Linked DNA regions of Mus musculus: regions 1 and 3 are each linked to region 2. The links are chromatin contacts, called in public HiChIP or PLAC-seq and capture Hi-C maps. All regions are on one chromosome and are shown on one strand. The core of a region is the stretch at or near the end of the contact, and the rest is flanking DNA. Distances in the headings are between cores, read along the strand shown. Region 1 has its middle 44 kb from the start of AY702102. Region 2 has its middle 7.5 kb from the start of Gm35982. Region 3 has its middle 51 kb from the start of Gm17619.

The links. HiChIP or PLAC-seq counts read pairs in DNA pulled down with a chosen protein or histone mark. Capture Hi-C pulls out chosen DNA fragments and counts their contacts.
Region 1: a contact with region 2 is called in an H3K27ac HiChIP or PLAC-seq map of embryonic stem cells, with 6 times the contacts expected there. The contact joins two enhancer-like sites. A contact is called at or near these places in 1 of 39 promoter capture datasets (hippocampal neurons) and 1 of 115 datasets of contacts at active chromatin or transcription factors (embryonic stem cells).
Region 3: a capture Hi-C map of embryonic stem cells shows a contact between it and region 2, with 4 times the contacts expected there. The contact joins two enhancer-like sites. A contact is called at or near these places in 1 of 39 promoter capture datasets (embryonic stem cells) and 1 of 9 other capture datasets (embryonic stem cells).

What each region holds. Positions count from the first base shown.
Region 1 is chr2:169,917,215-169,921,053 of GRCm38.p6, forward strand. It overlaps a transcript of Tshz2 not described here. Among named protein-coding and RNA genes, the nearest start is that of AY702102, 44 kb to the right of the region's middle. Within about 2 kb of position 2,212, at least 16 of the 459 cell types and tissues checked have an H3K27ac peak or open chromatin away from gene starts, as enhancers often do. A contact at or near this core is called in embryonic stem cells, where this site is marked.
Region 2 is chr2:172,566,215-172,570,122 of GRCm38.p6, forward strand. No RefSeq gene overlaps it. Among named protein-coding and RNA genes, the nearest start is that of Gm35982, 7.5 kb to the right of the region's middle. Within about 2 kb of position 1,972, at least 14 of the 459 cell types and tissues checked have an H3K27ac peak or open chromatin away from gene starts, as enhancers often do. A contact at or near this core is called in embryonic stem cells, where this site is marked.
Region 3 is chr2:170,243,313-170,247,446 of GRCm38.p6, forward strand. No RefSeq gene overlaps it. Among named protein-coding and RNA genes, the nearest start is that of Gm17619, 51 kb to the left of the region's middle. Within about 2 kb of position 2,574, at least 58 of the 459 cell types and tissues checked have an H3K27ac peak or open chromatin away from gene starts, as enhancers often do. A contact at or near this core is called in embryonic stem cells, where this site is marked.

The DNA.
Region 1 (3,839 bases), core at 962-3,461, 2.6 Mb before region 2:
GAGTAAAGTTCATGACAGGTGAGACGACGAGGCCTTCTGCAGACATCAGTGTTTTCCTGCTTAAGCTGACTGGCTCTTGCTGAACCTTTAACGTTTCTAATGGCTCCTTTTTTTTTCACCCCCTCTAAGAATGTCTCAAAATAGGAAAGCTTTCTGTTCTATGAAAATATGTCAGACCTCTTCCCATCATCTGTCAGAGCAGTTTACACTCGTCAGTGTCCCCACTAATTTGTGGGCGTCATAAAAAAAAATCTACACAGCCATTGCCAAGAGGCTGATCTTAGCAAGCGCTGAGTCGCAGACATCGTGTAAAAGCCAGGATGTAGACAGATTTCTGGATGTTCCCCAGTGTCGGGAGTCAGTCGCTGGTCAGTAAGGCTGAGGTTGATATTGATGGTCAGGTTCTTGTTTACGGAAATTCTTTTCCCATCTGTGTTCTGGTCGCAGGGTAGGTGACTGAGTTGTCTGGGTATCTTCTGCACGCTCCTGCGTGTGCATGCGTGTGCATGTCTGTATATATGTGGTGCTTGTATACGGGTCCAAGCTTTTTACATGTGTGTGTATGTATTCAGGTCTCCTACAGCACCTGGGACACTCCTTGATTTAGCTTGGTTGGCTGGCCATGAAGCTCCAAGACTCCTCCTGTATCCACCTCCCTAGTGTTGAGATTGCAGTAACTCTGCAGACAGTGTTTATGTGGGAGCTGGGGGGGGGGGGCTCCTCACGCTTGGGCACCAAACAGCCCACTATCTCCCAGCACCTAGTCTAATGCAGTAGATCCACACAGTGACTCATTCCACATGTGTGTTCAACGGCTACGACGGCCAGAACTTGAGATAGTTCAAGTCTTCCGGAAATCGTAGTAGAGCTGCTTCAAGAAGGTTACGCCCAGTCCAAAGAAGCAGCTTGGAGAAGAACAGGGAGAAATGCCATGCTGGCCCAGGTCAGCTTCTGCGCTCAGGGTATCCAGGCACCTGTCGTTACACAGTGGGCGAGACTGAAAGGAACGGAGCTTAGCTGAGTGGGTGGGTTAGCGGGACTCAGATGGTGTGAGTGGGGGAGAAATAGCCTTCTCTGGAGATGGTTTTCAGCGAGAAAGCTCTCTTTATCTGAGGGTCAGCAGGGGCTATATAAAGCTTAGGGAGTGGGTAGGGGTTTTACAGTGAATAAGCATCATTGGCTGAGGCTGAGGTTCAAGAATGCTTCATTTACATGCGCTTGCTGGGCACGTCCTAACAGAGAGAGAGGAAGTTTAACCTATACTTCGGCCACCAGGCTACAGGACTATCTCAAGGGTGGTGGAGGTGAAGGTCATAAGGCTTCCATGTAGTGGACATACAGGCCCAAAGCAAGGGGAAGACAGCACTGCGCCTGCAGGGCTCGGGACAAAATTTTCAGGGTTTGGAAACGGCCTCATTCTTGCTCCAGACTGGTTTCCCAGTCACATGACTTTCCAGCCCCACAGTGCTGCTTCAGGCAGGTTTAGGGAAGACTTGCCCAAAGAGGAAGATCTGAACTAAAAACAGAACAAAAGAGAAAAACAGCGAATAGTGATGTCAGGGCATGCTCTAGGGCCTTGTTTTTTAAATGATCTTACAGCAACAGGAGAGGCCGTTCATTCAGGCTGGGGTGTACCACAGTGAAACCTAAGGATTTTCTAATTATTTTTAATTATGACTTCCATTTATATCTTCTATAAATTACAAGAGTTCCAATTGGTCTGACGACAAGGGTTATCGATTTTTTAGACTTGAGAATTAACTACCAATATTTAAAAACCCAAGAAATGGAGTTAAATACATAGATTTCCAACTTCTCAAACTCTTGGGGAAGGCCCACCTTGCCACATAGACTCCCTGGAGCTAAGGACCGTGGTCCCTTTGCATAGGGTACACTTTCTCCAGTTAACTGCCATCCCCACCTCTCCCTGCTTCATATAACCTACTATTTACATATTCAAATGTCTGCATCATGAGTCTAAATTAGTGAGTACAGTAGCACAGATAAAGGCTGAAGGGACTCTGGCCAGCTGGAGCAACTTGCCTCTGGCAGTCCTTGCCCTTCTCCCCCATTCCCTCTGCCTCCCTAAAAACCATTAGATTACATTCCTAAAGCCAGCCACCAAGGTCTATTCCCTTATTTGGCCACTTCCTCCTCCTGAGGCTGACTATCAAGGTCCAGCAATCAAAGTATTGAAGTCCAGCAATGAAAAAGCCCCTTTTGACTCACCTAATTAACATGCCAAATCAAAACCTAGCACAGCCTCCTAGGCCATTCTAACAGCCCTTCTCCTTTTCTCTTCTTAGACGTTGCACCTGCAAGGTCATTTGCCGGTCTGTGTCTGCCAGAGCCACAGAGAGTGGCCGCTCTAACTTTTCTTCCCCCCTTTAATAAAGAATCTCTCTGTGAAAACAAGTGTTTGGGTGTGGCCTGTGCCTAATTCAGGTATAAAAGGAAGCTCCCCTCCCACCCCTGAGACACACACACACACCGAACCACTATGCTGGGATCTCCTTCAAAGGCTATTGCCCTTTGACTATCTCTTGGGATGAGTTCATAGCCCATTAAAACATTTGCCTCACACATAAAGCCCTGGGTTTAATTCCCAACACTACAGAGTCTTGTATAGTCCGTGATGACTCTGACTCCTGATTCTCCTCCTTCCATCCCCCGAGTTGTTCTAGGCCTGGACCACCACACCCAGTTCATGTGGTCAGGAGATCAGCCCGGGATTTATGCACGCTGGGCATGCACACCACCAACGGAGCTACAGCCCCGTTCTTCAGCTTTCTTTTTATTTAACAAACAGTCATAGTGTGTCTGGTATATAAAAGTGAATGTGCTAAGAAAAAAAAAACAGAAATTCAGAGTTAAAAGATACAAGCTTGTCTCTAGAAGCTCACAGATTTCTGGGAAGAAAAACTATAATTATAACAGTACCCTTTAAACACATATTCTATGTAGTCAAAACACTCTGAGATCTGTTGCCTCATCTGGTCCCTCCGGAAACATAAGTATATTGGCTAGTTTTATGTCAACTTGACCCAAGCCAGGGTCATCTGGGAAGAGGCTGTCTTAACTGAGAAAATGCTTCACATAATTGGCCAATAGGAAGTCTATAGGTCATTTTCTTGATTGATGATGAATGTTGGAGATCCAAGCTCATGTGATTAGTTCCACCCCTGGACAGGTGGCCCTGGGTACTGTAAGAAAGCAGGGAGAGCAATTCACGGAAAGCCAGTCTCCTCCAGGGCCTCAGTTTCAGTTCCTGACGCCAGGGTCCTGCCTTGAGTTCCTGCCCTGACTCCCTGGGATTCGGGACTTGGAGCTGTAAGCTGAGATAAGTGGCTTTGTATCATGGTGTTTTAGCTCAGCAATAGAAACCCCAACAGAGACACTCTGGGAAAGCAAACCAGAGTACCGCTGGTGTCAGGCTGGGCGTTTGTAGAAAAATGGACCTGGGTAAGTGAATGTGTTTGCTTAGATGACAAAGCAGCTGAGCCAAAGGAGAGAGAGTCAAACCTCGGGTACTCAGTTCCTCCGGGTTCTCTGCCTGACTCACCTAACACAGTGCTATCCTAGTCAGGAGTTAGCAGACCTGGCTGTCTGCCTGTTTTATAAATAAAGTTTTATTGGGACTCAGCCGTACCACTTGCTTTCATATGTCATGGTTGGTTTTACGCTTTAATGTTAAGGCTCTCAGGATTGCAGTGGGGACTACATACACCCAGGAAAACTAAAATGCCTTTTATTTATCTCTTATGCGAGCTTTTACCAACCTTTGGCCTACATGGTAGATGCTTATTTAGGGTGAGCTTGAGGGATGAAGCAAAGCCACG
Region 2 (3,908 bases), core at 722-3,221:
TCTCTGTATAGCCCTGGCTGTCCTGGAACTCACTTTGTAGACCAGGCTGGCCTCAAACTCAGAAATCTGCCTGCCTCTGCCTCCCGAGTGCTGGGATTAAAGGCGTGCCCAGCAATAAAGTAATTCTTAAAATTTTACAAAGATACAAACTAGGAACTAAGAAGATTTCCACTCAAATATGGGGGTCTGAGTTCAAATCCCAGCACCTGTGGTACCTGTGGCTGATGGACTAAAGTTCTCGTGCTCAGGAGGTGGAGATTTAGGTCCCCTGAACAATCTGTCTAGATAGGATAGCTGAATCGCAAGGTTCAGTTGAGACACCCTGACTCAAGGTTTAAATCAAAATCCAGGAAGACACCAGACATCAACTTCAGGCCTCCACATACGTGACTGTTATATGCACAGGCCTGCACATATGACCACATGCATGAAAGCACACATACATATGCATGCATACCACACACACATGGGAAAAAAAAGTTAAACTGAAGCAGGCTTAGAAGCCTATGCCTGCAGTGCTAGCTACCAGGAAGGCTGAGGCAGGAGGATGATTACTTGAGCCAGAAATTACAAATCAGCCTGGGAACATAATCCCTTATCTAAAAAAAAAAAAAGAGGAAAATCAGAAATGGTGGCCCATGCTTTTAATCCCAACAATCAATCAGGATGCAAGGCAGGAAGATTCAAGGTCAGCCATGACTTCATAGCAAATTCCAGGCTAGCTGGGAGAGCCTATCTGAAAACCGAACCAGGAGTTGGGGGTGGGGGTGGGGTGTGTGAACCAGACAAACACAGTTTGGTGTGGCGATGAACAACTTTAATCCCAGAATTCAGAGTCAGAAGCAGGTGGGCCTTCGTGAATTTGAGACCAGCCTGGTCTACAGAGTGAATTCCCTGACGGCCAGGACCACACGGGGGGGTGGGGGGGGTTCAGAACCAAAACCAAACCAAACCAAACTAATCAAACAAACAAAAAACCCAAACCTAAGCCGGGCGTGGTGGCGCACGCCTTTAATCCCAGCACTCAGGAGGCAGAGGCAGGCGGATTTCTGACTTCGAGGCCAGCCTGGTCTACAGAGTGAGTTCCAGGACAGCCAGGGCTATACAGAGAAACCCTGCCTCAAAAAAAAAAACAAAAAACAAAAACAAAAAACAAAAAAACCCAAACCTACAAACAAGTCAGATATGGTGGAATATTCCTATAATTTCAGGGTTTAAGAGACACAAAGACATGACCATGAATTTAAAGATAGCCTGGGTTTCCTAGTTAGTTCCAGGACAGCCTTGGCTACATAGCAAGACCTTTTCACAAAGCAAAACAACACACCCAAGCAAGGTCAGGTGGGGGCTGGGATCGGGGAAGACTAAATTAGAACAAGCTGTACTCGGGGGCGGCGTGGTACTCCAATAATCCTAGCTCTCCGGAGGCAGAGGCAGGTGGATCTCTGAGAGTTTCAGGTCAGCCTGGTGTAATTAGTGAGACACTGTCTCAAAACCCAAAGAGCAGGATGATGAATTGCCAGACAAAGGGACAAAATAAAATGGACACGCGTGGTGGTTCCACAGAACAAAACCCAGGCCAGGCACAGCCAGCCTGTGAGTGGTGTAGTCATGAAACCTATTGAGAACACAGGTCTGGCCTTCCTCTCTCGGCAATTCTGGATGTCTTCCTGTGCGTTCCACAGTCTGGCCCACAGCCTGCACTAGTTTGAACTTGCTGGCTGTGGCCTGCAGTGTGAGCCGGTGTGCAGCCTCCCTTAGGAAAGTGGTGTTAATGAGCTGCCTTGTTGAGATGCGGTCTTGTGTAGCTCAGGCTAGCCAGGCCAGCCTTGAACTGCTGCAAACAGATGTGTCCCGCTGTGCCCAGTTTAAGAATTGCAGGTCACACTATCCGGACACTCCTGAGAGCTACACCCTCTAAGCATGGGGCTCTTAGAAGAGGGCAACCATCACCTGGTCTGCCTGCGGGCTCCAGGCTCCGTGAGGAGCAGGTGGTAGAATCGTTTGACTTCCCCCTGGCTGGTGTGTGGAAAGACAGCTTCTACGCTGCCTTCTGTGGCTGGAGAAACATGAGGCTGGCCTCTAGCTGGGAGCTGGCCTTGTTTGGGTCCAGCTGCCATGCCCCCTGTCTGGCTAACTTTGAGTGTGCTCAGGCAGGGTTCTGACATCCTCTCTGGCAGTTGCAGTCCCGGCTCAATTTCACAGAGCTGCGCTGCCCATCCCCTAGCCCTGCAGCGACGATGTGGTTGGAAGCCATTACTCCACAGTAAATTCTCCAAGACCAGGTTGTAGGAGGCTTCGGGATGTGCTGGGTTAGCATGCAGAGAATCCTGGGTTCCATCCCCAGTGTGGAATAAACTGGGTGTGGTGGTTGTTAAATTTCAGACCTGCGACAAGCAGCTAAGGTGTCTATTTAACATATCAAAACTGACCTGGCTTCCAGGTTTTCCCAGCACCACTCCATACCCAAGAGTCACAGGGTATGGTTGGAATGCCCTGCCTTCTATCCACTCCCAACTCTGCAGCTCAGGGTACTGCTGCCACTCCCCAGAGGCTCTTTCCTGTATCATCCAGCCATTGTGGTTAGCCATCTTTTTTTTTTTTTTTCAACCATTTGCCCACTTGGCTGTTACACCTGGTTCCCCTCTCCCTTCCCTTCCCCTCCCCTTCTCCTCACAGAGCTCAGGGTCATGTCCACGCTGGACTCTCCCAGATGTCCCTGCCTCTCCTCTACCACACCCAGCAACCAAGTCTTCCTTTTTCTTTTCTTTTGCTCATTCAGTAACACACACCTGTGATCATAGCACTTGGAAATAGAAACAGGACGATTGGGAGTTCAAGATCAGCCTGGGCTATGTGAGACCTTGTCTCAACAAACAAACAAACATACGAAAAAACAAAGTCAAGACCAAATGATGCAGGTTAGGTGTGGGACTCGTGGCTGCTCAGGGTCTATTTGAGGTCATCAGCCTTCCAGGCTGGGCACTAAGTGGCAGAGGACTCTCCAAGACAGTCAGAGCTGCTGGGGTTCAGGACTTAGAGGGGAAGCGCCCAACAGGACTCTGGGGATGTGGTCAGTGTAGACTTCTAGAAAGAAGGGACATTTCCCCAAGCCCCAAATGGCAATTGTACCCAGGTACAAAATCCAGGGCTCTGGGGCTGAAGTAGCTGGTGAGTGGAACAGACAAGACACATGAGGCCACATCCCCTCATAGAGCTTAATGACTTGGTAGAGGGCTTGGATTTTTTTTTTTCCCACCTGCAATGGCTTTAAGTAGAGCAGGGTTCTTTGCTGCTGCTGTTGTTGTTGTTATTGTTATAGTTCTTTTTCGTTGTTGTTGTTATTGTTGTCGTTGTTTTTCAAGACAGGGTTTCTCTGTATAGCCCTGGCTGTCCTGGAACTCACTTTGTAGACCAGACTGGCCTCAAACTCAGAAATCTGCCTGCCTCTGCCTTCCAAGTGCTGGGATTAAAGGCGTGCACCACCATGCCTGGCATTGTTATAGTTCTTATTGTCTTGTTTTAATTGTCTTGTACATACCAGTCAAGAGTTTTCCCCATTGAGCTTTAACCATAGTTCTCCTCCTCTTCCTCCTCCCCCTCCTCTTCCCTCCTCCTCCTCCTCCCCCTCTCCCCTTCTTTCTCTTCCTCCTCCTCCTCTTCTTCCTCTTCCTTCTTCTCCTTTCCTCTTCTTTGTTTATAGAAAAGATCTCACTAAGTTGCCCAGGCTAGCTCTGTAGCCCAGGCTAGCTCTGTAGCCTAGGAAAGACTTGAACTTTTCCTTCCTCCTGCTTCAGCCTCCAGGATGGCTGGGGTGAGCGATCTGTACCGTGAAGCTCAGCCCAAAGCAAGCTTAGCTTGCACTTATTTATTGTTAGTAAGACTCGAGCCCAGGCCCTGTGCTGCCA
Region 3 (4,134 bases), core at 1,324-3,823, 2.3 Mb before region 2:
GTTTGTATGTGTATGTGTGTGTGTGTTTGTGTGTGTGTATGTGTGTCTTTGTGTCTGTGTGTGTTTGTGTATGTGTGTATGTTTGTATGTGTATGTGTGTGTCTGTGTTTGTATGTGTATGTGTGTGTGTGTTTGTGTGTGTGTATGTGTGTCTTTGTGTCTGTGTGTGTTTGTGTATGTGTGTATGTTTGTATGTGTATGTGTCTGTCTGTGTGTGTGTTTGTGTATGCATGTGTCTGTGTGCACACGCACATGCGTGTGTGTTATATACGTGCTACGGCACACCCGTGGGAGTCAGAGGATAACCTTTGGAAGTGGTTCTCTCCTTCTACCCTCTGGGTTCCACGTCTCAAACTCAGATCACTGGGCCTGGTAGCAAGCTCTTTTATCCACTGAGCTAGCTTAATCAACCCTTCATCAGCTTTTCATGAACTGTCATTGATCACATGGACCTGTATTACTGGGTCTTGGCGCTGGTAAGACACGATTTCACCCAGCATAATCTAGATGCTGGACAACAACATTCTGTCCCTCCTGCCCTCCCCCCTCCCCTCCCCTCCCCTTCATTCCTCAGGGGAGCCATTCTCAGCCTGTGGGTCTCAACTCCCATGGGGGCTGCATGTCAGATACCTTGCATATCAGAGATTTACATTGTGATTCATAACAGTAGCAGAATTACAGTTATGAGCAATGTAAGTCATTTTATGGTTGGGGGTCCCAACAGCGTGAGGAACTGCTTTAGAAAGGTTGAGAACCACTGTTGTACATTCTCATGTCTCCAAGGCTAGCCTCTAAGTTGCTATGCAGCTCAAATGAGCTTGGGTTTTAAGCTTGGGTTTCTGCTGCCTGCCTCTGCTTCTCCAGATGGTTATGTCCATTTCCACTACGTCTCGTTTGTTTTTTGTTTCTGGTTTTTTTTTTTTTTTTTACTGAGACTTGGACCCAGGGCATCATGCGTGTTAGGAAATATTCTGCCAACTGAACTACATCTCCAGCCTGTTTTTTTCAATTCTTGGTTTTCCTTTTGCAACAGGATCTTGCTACGTTTCCTGGCTGGCCCCAGGCTCACTCTGTAGACCAGGCTGGCCTTGTGCTTTCAGTAATCTCCCTGTCTCTGCCTCCTGAATGCTGAAATCACAGGAATGAATTACTATGTCCAGCTTACACTGGGAAAACTTCTGAGTTCAGGCATGACGTGCCTCCTCTCCTAGATGGGAAGGAAGCTGCCCTGTAGGCTACCCAGTGCTAGTCTGAGCATCTTCCTGTGTATATCTAACTTCCTTAGAAAGACCTTTCTGTGGCCCATTTAGCTCTTGGCTCCCTCCCTTCTTAGAGACAAGGTCTCATTATGTAGACCAGGCTGGCCTCAAATATCCACCTGGCTCTACAGGGATCAAAGGTATGTACAGGGATCAAAGGTATGTGTCACTATGCCTGGCTTGCCTCTCCTCCTTTTTAGGACCTTTTTTTTTTTTTTGTGGTACTCCACAAAATCCAATTTATTATTATTTAGAAAATGATTTATTGATTCTTTACCCCTAGAAATATAAACTCCTTGCCAAACACATTCACTTTAGTATTTATCCTCTGATCCTAGTATGATGCCTGGTATATGTTAAAGCCGTATATGAACTCTCTGAGTCAATTATTAAGGGCTGGGATATATAGCTTAGTGGCAGAGTGCTTGCTTAGCATGCAAGAGGCCCCAGGTTCAATCCCCCACACCACAGTTGTGTGAGGGCGCGCGCGCGCGCGCGCACACACACACACACACACACACACACACACACAATCTGTGAATTCATCATTAACTCTGGGAATGTAGTCACAGGCAGGTGACCAGTATTTGATTGTAGTCAGTTTGATTTATAGGCAGGTGGCTTTTATTTGTTTCCTGTGCAAGGGTTGCCTTTCTGTGGAATGATAATGCCCAAATGTTTGTGCTGTGTGTGCTAAGAGCATGGAGTGGAAATGCCAGTTGATTCCAGATAGAGTCATTCATAATGGACCTTTATTATTTCTCCTCCTCCTCCTCCTTCTCTTCCTCTTCCTCCTCTCCCTCCTTCTCCTGTTCCTCCTCCTCCTTCTCCTTCTTGTTATTTATATGTATTTGTGTTTCTGTGTATGTGAATATGCCTAAATAGGTCACCTGGAGCTGGAGTTACAGGCAGTGCGGTGGGTGCTGTGTGCTGTGTGCTGGGTGCAGGACTCAGGTCCTTTGCAGGAACAGTAAGTACACACTCTTTTTAGCTAAGCCATCTCTCCAGCCTCATTTTTCCCCCCTCCTGAGGTAGGGTCTTAATACTAAATACCCAGGCTGGCCTGGAACTTTTGGCAATCCTCTTACCTCAGGTCCCCTCAATGGCTAGATTACAAGCATGAGCCACCATACCCTGCTTGATTGTCCCTTTAAACCCATGAATGGGTCAGAATTCCTCCAGCTCCTGTCAATATCGATAGGGGTTACAGTCTGAGACCACTTACCCCGCTTTATTCTCCCACAGGCTTCTCCTTTGTTCCAGTAAGTATCTCTTCGCAGCAGGCTGGCACACAGGAGATGATTAACATATCAATGGGAGGATCTCTTTGGGATCCAGAATTTGGTCTAAAGTTTTCCTCTTAGAAGCTGCCCAGGCATGCCTGTATATGGATTGTCTGTAATTACCCCTTAAAACAATGCCTGTGCCCAAATAAAAAAATTTAATCAGTGATGCCCCTGGACCTGTGCCTGAATAAAAGATTAACCAAGGAGCTCTCTGCTTGTGCTGAGACTTATACTTCAAGCCCTGCCCTGACTTGGCCCAGCAATGCCTGGCTCATTCGTCCCCACACCCGAGAGGTTTGGATTCAATGCCTCAAGAAAAATAGCTGTTGGTCACCACAGCGTGAAGCTTAATCAAATTTGTCTTCATGAATTTAGTGTTCTGACTCACCAGCGTGGGAGTGGGGGCTGATGTCAGGAGACACATCTCCGGATACCCGATCATTTGGCGGGTGAGAGTGGCATCGTGAAACATGGAAGCCGGAGAACTCGGAAGTTGGGGATGCCTGTAGGATTTCTTTTCCGTCCTCTTAGCTTTAGGCATTGACAAATGATGCACCGTTATCTGTCACCCCAGTATCACCCAGAGTCAAGACAGTGACTTAAACTGAACTATGGCACGGTTCAGGAGCAGTTCTGTGCTTTTTGTTTTGGTTACAAACTCCTTTTTCCTTTCAGGGGACAAGAAGACATAGGAGGGCGCCCTGGTTTGCCTTCCTGGTGCTGTGATAGACACCTTAACCAGAGGAAGTAACTTGGGGAGGCGAGGACCCTGCTTTCATTTACATCTTCATAGCTTGTTGGCTAAGCAGGCTGGCTGTGCAGATGAAGCCCCTGTTAGCACTCTCTGGCTCTCCTGGAAATTACCAACTGCACCAATGACTCTCCATCCGCAGCCCTGTTCTCTCCTCTTTGAGCCTTCCTGGCATCTCCCTGTTCTTCTCATGGATGCTCTTTCCCCAGCTCCCTAACAGCAGCATTCAGCAAGCTGTCATTCCTCTGAGAACCTGACACACAGTCCCAGCCCCAGTGCCTGCTTCCCCTGTTTGTGCAGCCCCTTTCCCTGTTTTTATAGCTTTGTGGTAATGAACAGGATCTGTGTCTGTCTGTCTTCCCTTCTCCAATTTTTTCTGCCTGTCTGTCCATCTGTCTGTCCTCTATCTCCCCACCCTCCAACTCCTTCCAGTGTTTCACTGTATAGCCCTGGCTGGTCTGGAACTTACTATATATACTATGCTGCCCTGGAACTCATAGAGATCCTCCTGCCTCTGTCTCCTAAATGCTGGGATTAGGACTAGATATTTCTATTGCCTGTTTTGTTATCAAAATTGTATTTGAAGAGGGCCTCACCCATTGATATATAGTGTTTACATGGCCCACACTGTGTGGCTGTGTGGTCCCTCTAACTGAGATATTCACTTCCTGGCCTTTTGAATGATGATGGTGGTGGCAGTGGTGGAGGAGGAGGAGAAAAAGGAGGAGGAGGAGGAGCAAGAGAAGGAGGAGCAAGAAGAGGAGGAACAAAAGGGGGAAGAAGAAGTGGAGGAGGAGGAAGAAGAGGAGGAGCAAGAGGAGGAAGAAGAGGAAGAGGG